Regions from separate parts of the Sus scrofa genome. Here region 1 is linked to region 2. A link is a contact called in public Hi-C data. All regions are on one chromosome and are shown on one strand. The core of a region is the stretch at or near the end of the contact, and the rest is flanking DNA. Distances in the headings are between cores, read along the strand shown. Region 1 holds the start of FLRT3 (leucine-rich repeat transmembrane protein FLRT3). Region 2 overlaps MACROD2 (O-acetyl-ADP-ribose deacetylase MACROD2).

Region 1 (5,799 bases), core at 2,177-4,676, 190 kb after region 2:
TTCTCTGCTACTGGTTTTTGTAGGGTTTAAAATTGTTCAAGATAATCCAGAAAGAGGAGAAGCCTTAGGGTGTGTGGCCAAGAAAAGCACAGACAAATTTCTCCGCAGTGCACTTGCATGTTTAAAGCTGATAATTGTATTTTTCATCTGGAGACAGAGTGTTCATTAGGGTCTTGTGTCCCTAGGCAGGAGATGCTAAACCTAATTGGAGTTTCTATTTGATTGGGCAATATAGTCTAGAGAAGAAACTGGGGTAAAGATAATTAATAGCTTGCTAACAAAGTCTGACAGCCACAAGATTTCAACCAAATTTATTTCACACCACTTCATTTAGCTCTGAAAAAGTTTTGATAGAATTGGAGGCTCCTTAATTAACACTTGAAAGCAAAAGAAACGTACCTTCTATTTTACTGCCACATTCAGTTATGACAAATTTTCTTACTGTTTTTCTTCTTCTTGTTAAAAACTTGATTTGCTGCCCAATTATATATTTCACAATGTTAATGTTTGGTAAGTGTTTAATTGGGTATTTTGAACCAAACCATGATTGATTTAAAATGGGGGAGGGTGAAAAACCCAATTAATAACTGATAGTATTATACAGCAGCGTGATATTAATGAATTCATTGTGTTTATTCATTCAGTAATCTCTGCTGATCACTGGACTTGATATATTTTTGGTACTGCTCTATTTTAGAAAGAAATTAGATGTGATTTTTCTACTTAAATTCATGCAATCATGTTTTTATAACCTTGTTTTTTATTTCAGGCTAATAAATATGTGTGTGTATGTATGTATGTACATGCTGTGAATATATACACATATATCTACAAACTAGGTGGCATATCTCTGATTTAATCTTCTTAGAGATTAAAACCTGGCATATTAATATTAATGTTGGTAGTAGCAGTAATATTCATGTTTTGTGGTACTTTTAAAAGACATTTCTTTCTTTACTCATTTCAAGGGAAATGGATATCAGTCATCTGTCACTTTGGGGCAGGCATGAGTAGCCTGAAAACAGACAAATTCATTCTTTAGGTTTATGCTGGTCAGGATATTCCTATGTGGCAGGGGATAAATGAAAGGCACTGCTCCAGCTGAAGCACTTTTCTGGTGGCTTTATTCATGTCGTTTCCTACTAACATACGTGTGCATTTTAGAGCAGATAGATGTTTCAGAAAAATTTAAAAAGCTAATTGTTAAAACCATTAGAGAATTTGGTTTCATAATTGGCAAATATCAAGGCTTTTTTTTCTTTTAAGTTCTCAAGAAATAAATAACAATCAGACCCCCAGATGTTGGGAAGATATAGGCCTGTTGCACGCTTTACCTCTATGCAACCATTTTGTTTCAGCCCTAATTCATGGAAAAAAATTTTTGGAGAAGATACATTTAATTTTTGAAAGCTTTGTTTTACAAAAGTAGTTCTTTCAAGATAAGATTTTCCTATTATAAGTTGCAAATGAATGGATACTCTGCATATCCCACTTGATAAGGGCTCCACTCATTCCTCCCCCCACCCCACCCCAAAATCCCTGCATACATCAGATGCAGCTTCTCGGCTGAGCTTTGTTAGTTTTTCTGAGTAGACTTTGCCAATTACTATGCTGGTCACATACTACATTTGCCCAAGCGATGGATTTTGGCTTTCTGCGGGAGAGGGGACACAGTTTGTAAGACATTCTCCCCCTCCTCTGAGTTGAATTCACTAGTTGAGATTTGCAAGCCTCAGAGGCTGGAAGCAGCTCCGGCAGGAAAGCAGTGCAAGCTCTAAAATCTAGGTGTAGCTGTTAATCCTTCCAGCCGCACAGAAGTCTCCAGGAGCGGTTGGGCTAGCTGAGAGCAAGACGTATGCTTTTCATGTACTCCCAGGCTGGGCTGAGGGATTATTGATTTTCTTTCACAGTTGTAAAAACAGCAATTGGTGATCATGCCACACATACAGTACACACCAACTTAGCAAGACCTCTCGCTTTCCTCTCTGGAAAAAAAAAAATCTGCCTCGTATTCTTTAATATTTAACATTCAACTTTCCAACTTAATGTTTTCCATGAGGCTCTTTTTAAATATCAACTACACGAGACAGAAAATAGCCACTGATTATTAGTTTCGTGTTGTTGTTGTTGTTGTTTTTAATGAAAGAATGGTTTCAAGAAACTTCTTGCATTTGGCTGTAACAGTCAAATTTTTCCTTGCTGGCTTGCACGCACATACACTGCTTGTCCTGGTGACAGCGCAGAGCTTGGTATTCAGATGCCTCAAGATACCAAGCCATTTCTTTCTAGAGAGTAAAACCAAGTAAACTTTCTGGGACAATCATAAGGAAAAACACGGGAAACACTTACCAGGAAGACGAGAAAAAAGCAATCCCATATATTCTGCGGCTATAGCTGTAATTCCACTGCTTGTGAACTGGAGTGATAACCCTCCCCCCTCTCCCAGCTCCAAGTCCAGTCCTCACAAAGCCCGCGGCAGCTGCAGGCTGAGCTGGTCCTGTTAGGATCACTTCTCCACCGAGAAGCCAGCGAGGGACAGCATTCCAGTTTACTGCACAGCCCACCTTCAAGTCTGAAGTTAAAGCTTCACCTCGCAGTGGTTGAAGAAGGGGGTGATGTCATAGATGGGCAGGACTTAGCCCAGCTCCGTTCAGTGAGGTAACTGGAAGATCAGACGGAAGAGCTTTGCGAACGCTAGAGGGAGTGAGAGCAGCCAAAATGAGGCGCCCAGCCTGCCAAAGCTAGGATGCCATTTGGTTTGGAGGTAGCCCTTTGAAATCGCAACATTTTCTATAAGTTTACTACAGCAGGGTAGTGGTAGCAAGCTTATAAAAAATACAAGAATGTTAGAAGGGTATTTATAAGCTGACAATAGAAAAACACAAGTTCTTTTTCTTTTTAAGCCATTAGCATTAAAAGGAAGTTAAGCAAAATTATGTTATTTTCATTTTTGATTAGTTACAGTAACGCTATAATTATGAAGGCTAGTAACTCCGATGGTGAATAGTTATTTGAGAAATGAATAAAAAGCAGGTACATATACATAACAGATTTATTTAAGGGAAGGAAACAAGAATGCTAAAAGGTTAAAAAAAAAGTAACCAGTTTTTGTTTTTGCTTTCCTCTGGAGGTAATAAGTTATTGTTTTTTATGTATATGTTTTAGGAAGTGAAAGTGTTTTTCGTATACTCCACTATTTGTCTATCTTCTTTAGAACTTAGTAGATACTAGGTCTTTCATATTTAGGGAACCTTCCCTAAAGTAAAAAGTTTTTGAAAAGTTGAATATTTCCCTTTCTGATACGTTTTTGCTACTCTGAACATGAGTTAAGGTACAAACATCTTAAGAAGAAAGAAACCTTTCAGGGGTAGTGTTGCCTGTATTTAAATTGTTTTATTTTAATTTAGGTACATGAATAAACACTGGACAGAGCAGAGCAGAGACATGAATTTCTATGTATAATTAGCAGAATTATAGACATATTTTCCGTTATGATGTTCATAGACTGGTTTCTGCTATTTGGTCAACAATTGCATTGGACCCATAAGTTTTCCATTAAATGCATTCATTTCACTCTTTAATGTTGTTGGGAAGAACATTGCTTTTATATTTATCATGAGGGCAATTTCCTTAAACTAATATTATTTGTTTTATTCTTAGAGGTTCACAGCATTCTTCTTTGTGCTTTTTTGAAGATTCTGTCTGTGTTTGTTTCTCAAGGAGGCCAGCTAATTGTCTTTCCCAGGAGTATTCGATTGGTCTCTTCATTAGCTTCATTTAGTTTATCTATTTACATGTTTCTTTGATAGCAGTTTGACCTTCTGAGTTCCTAGCCAAGAATGAGTGATATCAAAGTAGAAGGTGAACTCTTGATAAGAGGTATATTGACCCCTATTGTTTCATGATTGCACTTGTACTGGCCTTTGAGGGCAGACCCATTAAATACAGGAGTTTTGGAATTCTAATATATGTTGAAAAGCCAATTTCTTAGAAATGTTAGCTAGCAAAAGTTGAACTGAGATGCAGCTGCTGGATTTCTGGAGGAAAAGGAGATGGGGATAACAGATAATCTCTCAGTAAAGGGTGGATTTTTCTTTTGCAACTGCAAAGTAAATACATGGATTAAATTATTTTATGAAATAATTCTTTCTAGACGCTATTTTCAGTTGGGAGTTGATTATATTTAAAAGGACTTTTTTGCCTGGCCAAATTCCTATGGGTTTATATCCATACTTAATCACTCTTGTCTCCATTCAGGCAGACTGTAAACAGAAAAGAAAGATAAATGGACAGTTTTGGTTGTTAGTATCTACACGAAGGTATATTGGCCTGGGAATTAGGAGTTCTGAGGTTTCCAGTCCCTAGCCTGCCATTAGGTATATGATTTCATATTATCTGCTCTGGGCTTTAGTTTCACCACATGGCAAATAAAGGCAGCAGGAATTTATTGAATACCAATTATGTATCATTCCTTTTTTTAAAAGATGTGGATTAACGTGTAGAAGACAAGAGATTATGAAAAATGTAATCTGTACCAGAGGCACTAACTTTGGAGGCAACCTCTTGAGATAGCTCTCATCATCCTACCCTGTCCAAAAATATAGACTCTTTGGCTGCTTCCATTTGTTTTTGGGTTTTGTTTCTGTTCTTTTTCTTTTTCTTTCTTTTTTTTTTTTAATTTCTTGCTCTTATTGGCTGTATGAAATTCTGCCAATTGGAGGTGAATTTATGATAACATATACCCTTTTTGAAATAAAATGTACTGCCTCTGGAAAGATTTGCATTATCCTGAATTAATTCAGATTGCTTTCTCCTCTGTTACCTAAGAGAGATTAACTAAACTAAGGGGGATGGCTGTCCTGGTTGTAGGGGAAGGAAGGCAGGCAGTTTTCAGTGAGAAGCCCTTCAAGCTGTGATAGGAAGGGAGGGGCTGATTCTCATGGAAGAGAAAACTCAGCTCAGAGTGGATGAACCCTTGTAGTCTAATGTTTAAAAGCATGTCTTTCATAGATATGTCTAGCATACCTGAGCTCCATCTTGGCTTTACCACAAATTACTTAATCTTTCTTCGCTTTGCTGTGCTTGCTTGCTTGCTTGCTTTCTTTTTTCTTTCTTTCTTTCTTTCTTTCTTTCTTTCTTTCTTTCTTTCTTTTCTTTCTTTCTCTCTTTCTTTCAGTATAGTTAATTTATAGTGTTGTGTCAATTTCTGCTATACAGCAAAGTGACCCATCTCATTTATATATATTCCCTTTCTTATATTATGTTCTCATATTATCTTCCATCATGCTCCATCCCAAGGGCCACATGGGTATAGTTCCATGGGCTATACAGCAGGACCTTATTGCTTATCCATTCTAAATGTAAGCAAACATTGCATCTACTAACCCCAAACTCCCAGTCCATCCTGCTCTCTCCCCCAGCCCCATTGTCATCCACAAGGCTGATCTCTACTAAATCTTCTGAAATCATTAGCCCAGTGCCTGACTTGTAGTAAGTACCAAATGAAAGGTAACTGCCACTATTAAGGTGAGGGCATCTGAGGACCTGGAAAAAGGGACATTAAGAAGTGGTAGAAGTATGCACAGAGGGAGGTCAGAGAAGACCAATGACAGATTTTTTTCACACTCTTCAAAATTTCCCTTTGAAGTAGTTCCTGACAAAAGAGGTGGGCGAATAAGATTTTTTTGTTGATTTTTTTTTTTTCTGTTGTCTTCATGGATTTCATGGTCCTGTATTTCCAGAATTAGAATTTAGTTGATTGTTTCAGATTGAAAAGGCATTTATCTTTTTTTTTTTTTT
Region 2 (6,427 bases), core at 88-2,587:
TGGCCAAGAGAGACAGCTGGTGGGCTTGTGTACCTACCCAACCCACCTTATGGGTTTTCCCTTCTATTTTGGGAAAACAAAGTTGAAATTTATCACCAGCTTTGGCACTAGACTTGGTATTTATTGTGATGAACAAGTTGATCATATTACAGAATCATCCAGGACACCCTTCCTTTCTACCTTCCACCACCCAAAGAGAAAAGTTTCTTGCTGCCTAATTTATTATACCATATGCTTGCGTGTGTGATCAGGGGCAGCGTGCACATCTTTAGATAAACCATGATCCTGGGTGATTCAAGAGACTGTTCCTAGTGGCAATAGAATTTAATAGCTATTTAGTACTTTAGAAAAGAGATATCTGCTTGTAGTAGGCTAAGAGACCTTAATTCCTCATTTATCCACTAGCTAACCATAGGGCTTTGGCTAAGACACTACAGTTTCCTCACCCATAAAATTGGTACAGATGAATAAAATCAATTTTTTTTTCTGTGGTGGTGGTTAAGAGCATAGGCTTTGGAGTCAGAAAGACCTAGGTTTGTTCTGGGCTTCACACTCATTCACTTTCCCTCATCTGAAAAACAGAGGTCTGTTACAAAGGGGAGAATTTATGTAAAGAGCATATTCATGGTACATAGGAAGCACTTAATACATTACAGGTCTTAAAATTATTATTCCTTTTCAACTTAAAGGCATCTATCTCTACATTGGTTTTATGCTTTCATTTTTTTAAATGAATACATATAGTACTTTCCTTGTGCCAGGTCCTGTTCTAAACATATTATGAATACTGTCTTTATTTAATTCTTATGGCTGCCCTAATAAGGTGAGTACTTTTTAAAATCTTGAATGTGAAATTAAGGGACAAACAATCTAGTCACTGCTGGGAAGTGACTAAGCCAGATGCTTTAAAAATAACATTATCATTTGATTTATGTATACTCTCTTTTGGTTTTTTTTTTCCCCTTAAAATACAAGTCTATGCATTGTAATTTTGGTTCTTCTCAGAAAGATCTGAGGTAATGTTAGGTAGCTTACTCTACTCCCAACTAGATGGTCCTCAGTGACTTTAGTCAGGCCGGCTGAGGTAGCCCATTTTTGTCACCAGGGTGTGCTGTGAGTCCACGAATCTGAGCTTCCTGCAGCTGCTGCGAGGCTTGAGGGGGCGGGGGCTCTCCCTGGCTTTCCCTGCTGCTTAGCGACCACAGGTTTTTCATCCTGGCTCTTTACCATCACCTGGGCAACTGCCGGAGCCCCCAAGTTATTTTCTCTTTGTGTTATGCCATCCTTCCCGGCTCACTGGTGTCCTCGTGTAAACGAAGGAGCCAGAGCCGCTGGCTGGTGAGCGGAGTGCCTGGCCACCCCAGAAGAGCTCGATGTTGTTAAGCATTATGATGCTGCCACCACACTCATTATTTTGCTAAATAAGAAATCAGTATGAGGTCGCTAAATTGATGGCTTTTTAAAATTTGATATCAACAGCATTTTGTTAAACTTGCCACTGCTTTTAGGTCTTGCATTTTAGTGCCTTTTGTGCCAAGTTCCCCGTGAATCTGGAATTAATCAGGGCTGCATCAAAATTCCCATAGGTTTTGATAGATAAGCCCCTACTGAATGTTAATATTTTCTGTAACCAAAATGCCCTATAATTATGAATAAGTATTGCCTGGGACTCTGATTATAAAGGATCACTTTATATTCATTTGTGGATTAGAAGGCATACTTGAAATGTCTCTGCGTATGAATTATGAAAAAAAAACCAGATTGGTTTAAAGTCTTAGGGTGAGTAACTACATACACACATACGCACACATAAGAGGTTTGATATGGCAGTGTCTCTGGCACACTAATCTGTGTTGTATAGTAAATTAGGAAAACTTTTCATGCCTTTAATCATTCTTTTTTAAAAAAATGAATTCATCTCTTGTTGGTTATTATCTTAGCAAATGTAATTAGTGGGAAGTTTAAAAAACTAACTCACCAAAATGAAGTTATTAGCATAGCTATATGATCCTGTTTTTATTTATTTATTTATTTATTTATTTTTATTTTATTTATTTTGTTATTTTATTTCCTTCTCTCTCTCTCTCTCTCTCTCTCTTTTTTTTTTTTTTTTGTATGTTCTAGGGCTGCACCCATGGCATATGGCGGTTCCCAAGCTAGGGGTCTAATCAGAGCTGTAGCTGCCAGCCTACTCCAGAGCCACAGCAACACGGGATCTGAGCCGCATCTGCGACCTACACCACAGCTCCCAGCAAAGCCGGATCCTTAACCCACTGAATGAGGCCAGGGATCAAACCCACAAACTTATGGTTCCTAGTTGGATTTGTTAACCACCGAGCCACGAGGGGAACTCCATGATCCTATTTTAGAAGTTTGTTATGTGCATTATTTTCAGTATATTAATTATTCTATAGTTTTCCTCCAAAGGATACTTATTTCTTTGCTCTTATAGGGGTTTGTCAGGAGTCTAGGCTGCTTTTTGAAACCTCTTGGGAAATGATTTACATTATTTTGGCAAAGAGACTTCTTTTTCTAGATGTGTCTTTAAGCAAACAGTGTTTGTATAACCATTTTGTGTAGCAGCATTCAGCTTGAGGATAACAGCCTTCACATGCTTGATGAAATGACGAAATCACTAACCAGCAGGATTCTTAAATAGGGTCAGCATTTTATAGCGATGTGATAATTCTGTTTAATGTGGAAATGATTACAGCATCTAATATGTGTGGAATTCCTGCTTGGTGACCACTTGCTTGAAGGAAAAAAACGAAAACAATGTAAGAAATTCTAGTCTGGTTTTTTTCATTGTGAATACATTTCTGGCCATTTTATTTAATTTAATCCAGCCAATAATAGATTGGCTCTTACAAATACTTTGATGTGTAAAGTCTCTCTTCAGGCCACTATGGAATGAGTATCCTGCATTAACCTTGCTTCACACTAAAGTGAATAAGAGATATAGGATTTTTGAACTGCATGTGTAAATTTCAATTTTACTGGAAAAGTTAGCAAAGAAAACATTATTGAAGAAATTAAAATAATTAGACGAGATTGTTTTATGAACAACACAAGGTGTCATAATTTGCTAAGAGAGTAGATTTTAAATGTTCTAGTCACAAAAAAGAGATGGTAATTATGTGACATGGTGGACATGTTAGCTAATCCTATGTTGGTAAACATTTTGAAATATTTGTTTACCAAATCAATAACCAAATGCAGTATGTTAATTTTATCTCAAGAAAGCTGAAAAAAAAAAAAAAAGCCTGTGTGAAAGATTGTGCCAAGTTCAATTCTGTATTTAGGTTCTTTTCAAACTAAAAAAAGTTATCAGGTCTCATGCTCGGCAAAGGTTTTCTCCCCTCTGTTGATTTAAATGACAGTTTTTTCCTATCTCTATTTTTTTTCAAACTTATTTATTGAGGAAATTTTAGGGATAAAATTCTGGTACGTGGCTGGATGTGCATGAACATATACCAAATAAGGCATTTACCACTTTTTTCATGTTCGTTACTTATCTCTTGGAAATGTATCAGTATCTTAAATATGTGGAATGCGTATAGGTTAAAGACACTTTTTTATCCTAAAAAGCAAAACTTAAAAATTATTGATGACTGGGAGTTCCCGTCATGGCGCAGTGGTTAACGAATCCGACTAGGAACCATGAGGTTGCGGGTTCGGTCCTTGCCCTTGCTCAGTGGGTTAACGATCCGGCGTTGCTGTGAGCTGTGGTGTAGGTTGCAGACGCGGCTCGGATCCCGCGTTGCTGTGGCTCTGGCGTAGGCCGGTGGCTACAGCTCCGATTCAACCCCTAGCCTGGGAACCTCCATATGCCGCGGGAGCGGCCCAAGAAATAGCAACAACAACAACAACAACAACAACAAAAAGACAAAAGACAAAAAAAAAAAAAAAAAAAATTATTGATGACTGGAAGTGCAAAGGATACATTACATATTTATTTATAAGGAATCCATTTCCTTATTCTAAACTTGGATTTGTCAGTCATTGGTTTTCATAGACCATATTTTGGTGGCCGTACCTGTTAGCCTCTAGCTTTTAATCAGGATATTTTCAGGACTGTCTGACCTTCTCCTTAACCTGTTTTTGTTCATTTATTTATCTGTCATCTCTTTCATATGGATCAATTCATTTTTTCATCCATTTAACTAATATTCATTACCCATGTGTATTTCCCTGGTCCAGATCTGGGGTAAGATCTTGGACACAGGAAGACATGGTCCTGATGTCTATGCTCAGAATGCTTACAGTCTAGCCAGGGAGAGAATAAACTGATAATTGAATTGTAATTACAATTTCAATCTCTGTAATATTCTTAAGCCATCGTATTTTCACACTGTCACACTAGAGGTTATGGTATATTTATTCAGTGACCTTAGAAGCAGCCTACATGTTTTGTTTATGAGGGTGGTTGAGGGTGGGAAGAGACAACACTGGCAGGTTATTTGTGAAAGCACAGCCTTAGTGTCCTATAATTACAGGGTGTGGGGGGTGTTGCTCACTGTGCCGTCTGAGGTTATCCACCTCCAGAATATTCTTCTCTTCCACAGATTTCTCTCAGGGCTCATCATGTTCAACTATTCTGTGTCAAATAATTACGTTTTTGTCCTAGGGTCATGCCTAGGTTGAGAAGATGTTCTTTGGGTCTTCCTGCCCTGTTTTCCTTGTAACCATGCTCTGCCTCCTCTTTGTATAGATATGTTAATTAATTTAATTGATGAATATAAACTTCACAATAAGCATAGTATATGTGTATTGTGTCTCTATGTGTTAGTCTGAGTTCGGAAGAAAGATGAACAGATTTACTTCACTCCTTTATTCAAAGAATTTTATTGTCTAGTCTAGCATCTGTAGTAGTTACAAATAAATGTTAGTTACTATTATAATTACTCTTTGTATATGCCCTGGCTCCAGAGATGGAGTTCAAAAAATATTGGTTCAATTAATTTGTGATAATTTTTCATGGATTTCTTAAGGGAGAAACATCTCTTAGGAAAAACTGACTATTCTGTGTTCATTATGCTTGAAATCATTAAGCCTCTTTTATTGTGGGTAGTCGCCACTATCAGTTTTTAGTGTTTTTGTATTGGTAAAGTACTAGGTAATAGAGCTTGGATTGCACAATTCTCCAGAAATCTAAAGCTAACTTTCTTAAAGTTATTTATTCAAACAGTAAAATGATATTTACAAGCTAATTAATTTGAAAACCACACACACTATTGCCATTCCAGTTCTTTCTATTAAGTTCTCTTAAAGTCCTTATGGAGAGTTTGGGCTTCCTGAAGATTTATTGTAAATGTTCAAATTACCCCCCCCCCCACACACACCAAAAAACAGCAACTAACTCTTGAGAAATTTGAACAGAGAATTAAAATCAATATTATTATAATTTTTAACATAATTGTTTTTTGTGTATTAGTTTATTGGAAGCCTGTTTAATCACTGCCTGGGAGACTATTTTCTGTAAACCAATATTCTACTGAACAGTTTGTTCCTTGTAAGACTGATTATAGTTTCATCCCCATTAAAGATTTTTGTCAATTTTGAGTTACTCTGCAATTTTAGTTGTTGGCATTTAAGCTGAACGAAAACTGTGCATTTGTCTTTGAGTTCTGCCACTTCCCCAACTGCTGCTGCTTAGGCTGATTCACGTCTCCCCCACCCCCAATAATTTCCTGCTGTTCTAATAAGATGAAGGCATGGGTAGAATGTAACGGTTAATTGGGGGAAGGAAGAAACAAGAGAAAAAGGACACACAGCCCAGTTGGTGATCTGTGCCTCCAATTGATGCTTTACTTCTGCAAATTATAAACTGAAGTTCAGAACAGGTACATAAACTTCCCAAAAGGGTACACTGTGTAAAACCAGAATTTGAACTCTGTCAATTCTGTTTACATCCAAAGATCTTATTCTTCCCATGCCATTCCTTTCCTCGACAACAGATGTTGACTGTCTGAGCCTCAGTTTTCTCAAGTGTAAAATGAGATTAATAATAGTACTGTGTTATGCCATGAAAATTGAACAATATACACCAAACACTTAAAACAGTGCCAGGTACTTCTGTAGCAAGCTCCCAGCGTTGACTATTATCATATCATCATCATCATCACCGTAGTTCCTGCTTTGGGACATACGTTAGAGGCTGGTGATATAAAGATGGTAAGACATTACTTGACTTCAAGCAGTTTAAGAACAGTGGAAAACTCCCATGGTTGGAAGTACTATTTTATTTCTTCCAGGCATCCATTATAAAATGTGAGTAAAGTCAGGTAGAAAAGCAATGTTTGGGAGTTCCTGCTGTGGCACAGTGGGTTAAGAATCGTACTGCGGTGGATCAGGTCATTGCAGAGATGCGGGTTCAATCCCCAGCCTGGTGCAGTGGGTTAAAGGATCAGCATTGCCTTTGCCATGG

Evidence for each region. Hi-C and Micro-C count contacts between places; a contact is called where the count stands out from the background.
Region 1: a Hi-C map of embryonic fibroblasts shows a contact between it and region 2, with 4 times the contacts expected there. The contact joins the promoter of FLRT3 here to the enhancer-like site in region 2. A contact is called at or near these places in 9 of 47 Hi-C or Micro-C datasets (embryonic fibroblasts, fetal heart ventricle, fetal skeletal muscle and 4 more).

What each region holds. Positions count from the first base shown.
Region 1 is chr17:22,951,851-22,957,649 of Sscrofa11.1, forward strand. It overlaps FLRT3 (leucine-rich repeat transmembrane protein FLRT3), which reads right to left and starts at 3,427. Exons shown (of 3, transcript XM_001926449.6): 1 at 2,350-3,427. All of the region lies in intron 3 of MACROD2 (O-acetyl-ADP-ribose deacetylase MACROD2), which reads left to right.
Region 2 is chr17:22,764,919-22,771,345 of Sscrofa11.1, forward strand. The region is part of intron 3 of MACROD2 (O-acetyl-ADP-ribose deacetylase MACROD2); the gene reads left to right. Among named protein-coding and RNA genes, the nearest start is that of MACROD2, 130 kb to the left of the region's middle. Within about 2 kb of position 1,338, at least 11 of the 83 cell types and tissues checked have an H3K27ac peak or open chromatin away from gene starts, as enhancers often do. A contact at or near this core is called in embryonic fibroblasts, where this site is marked.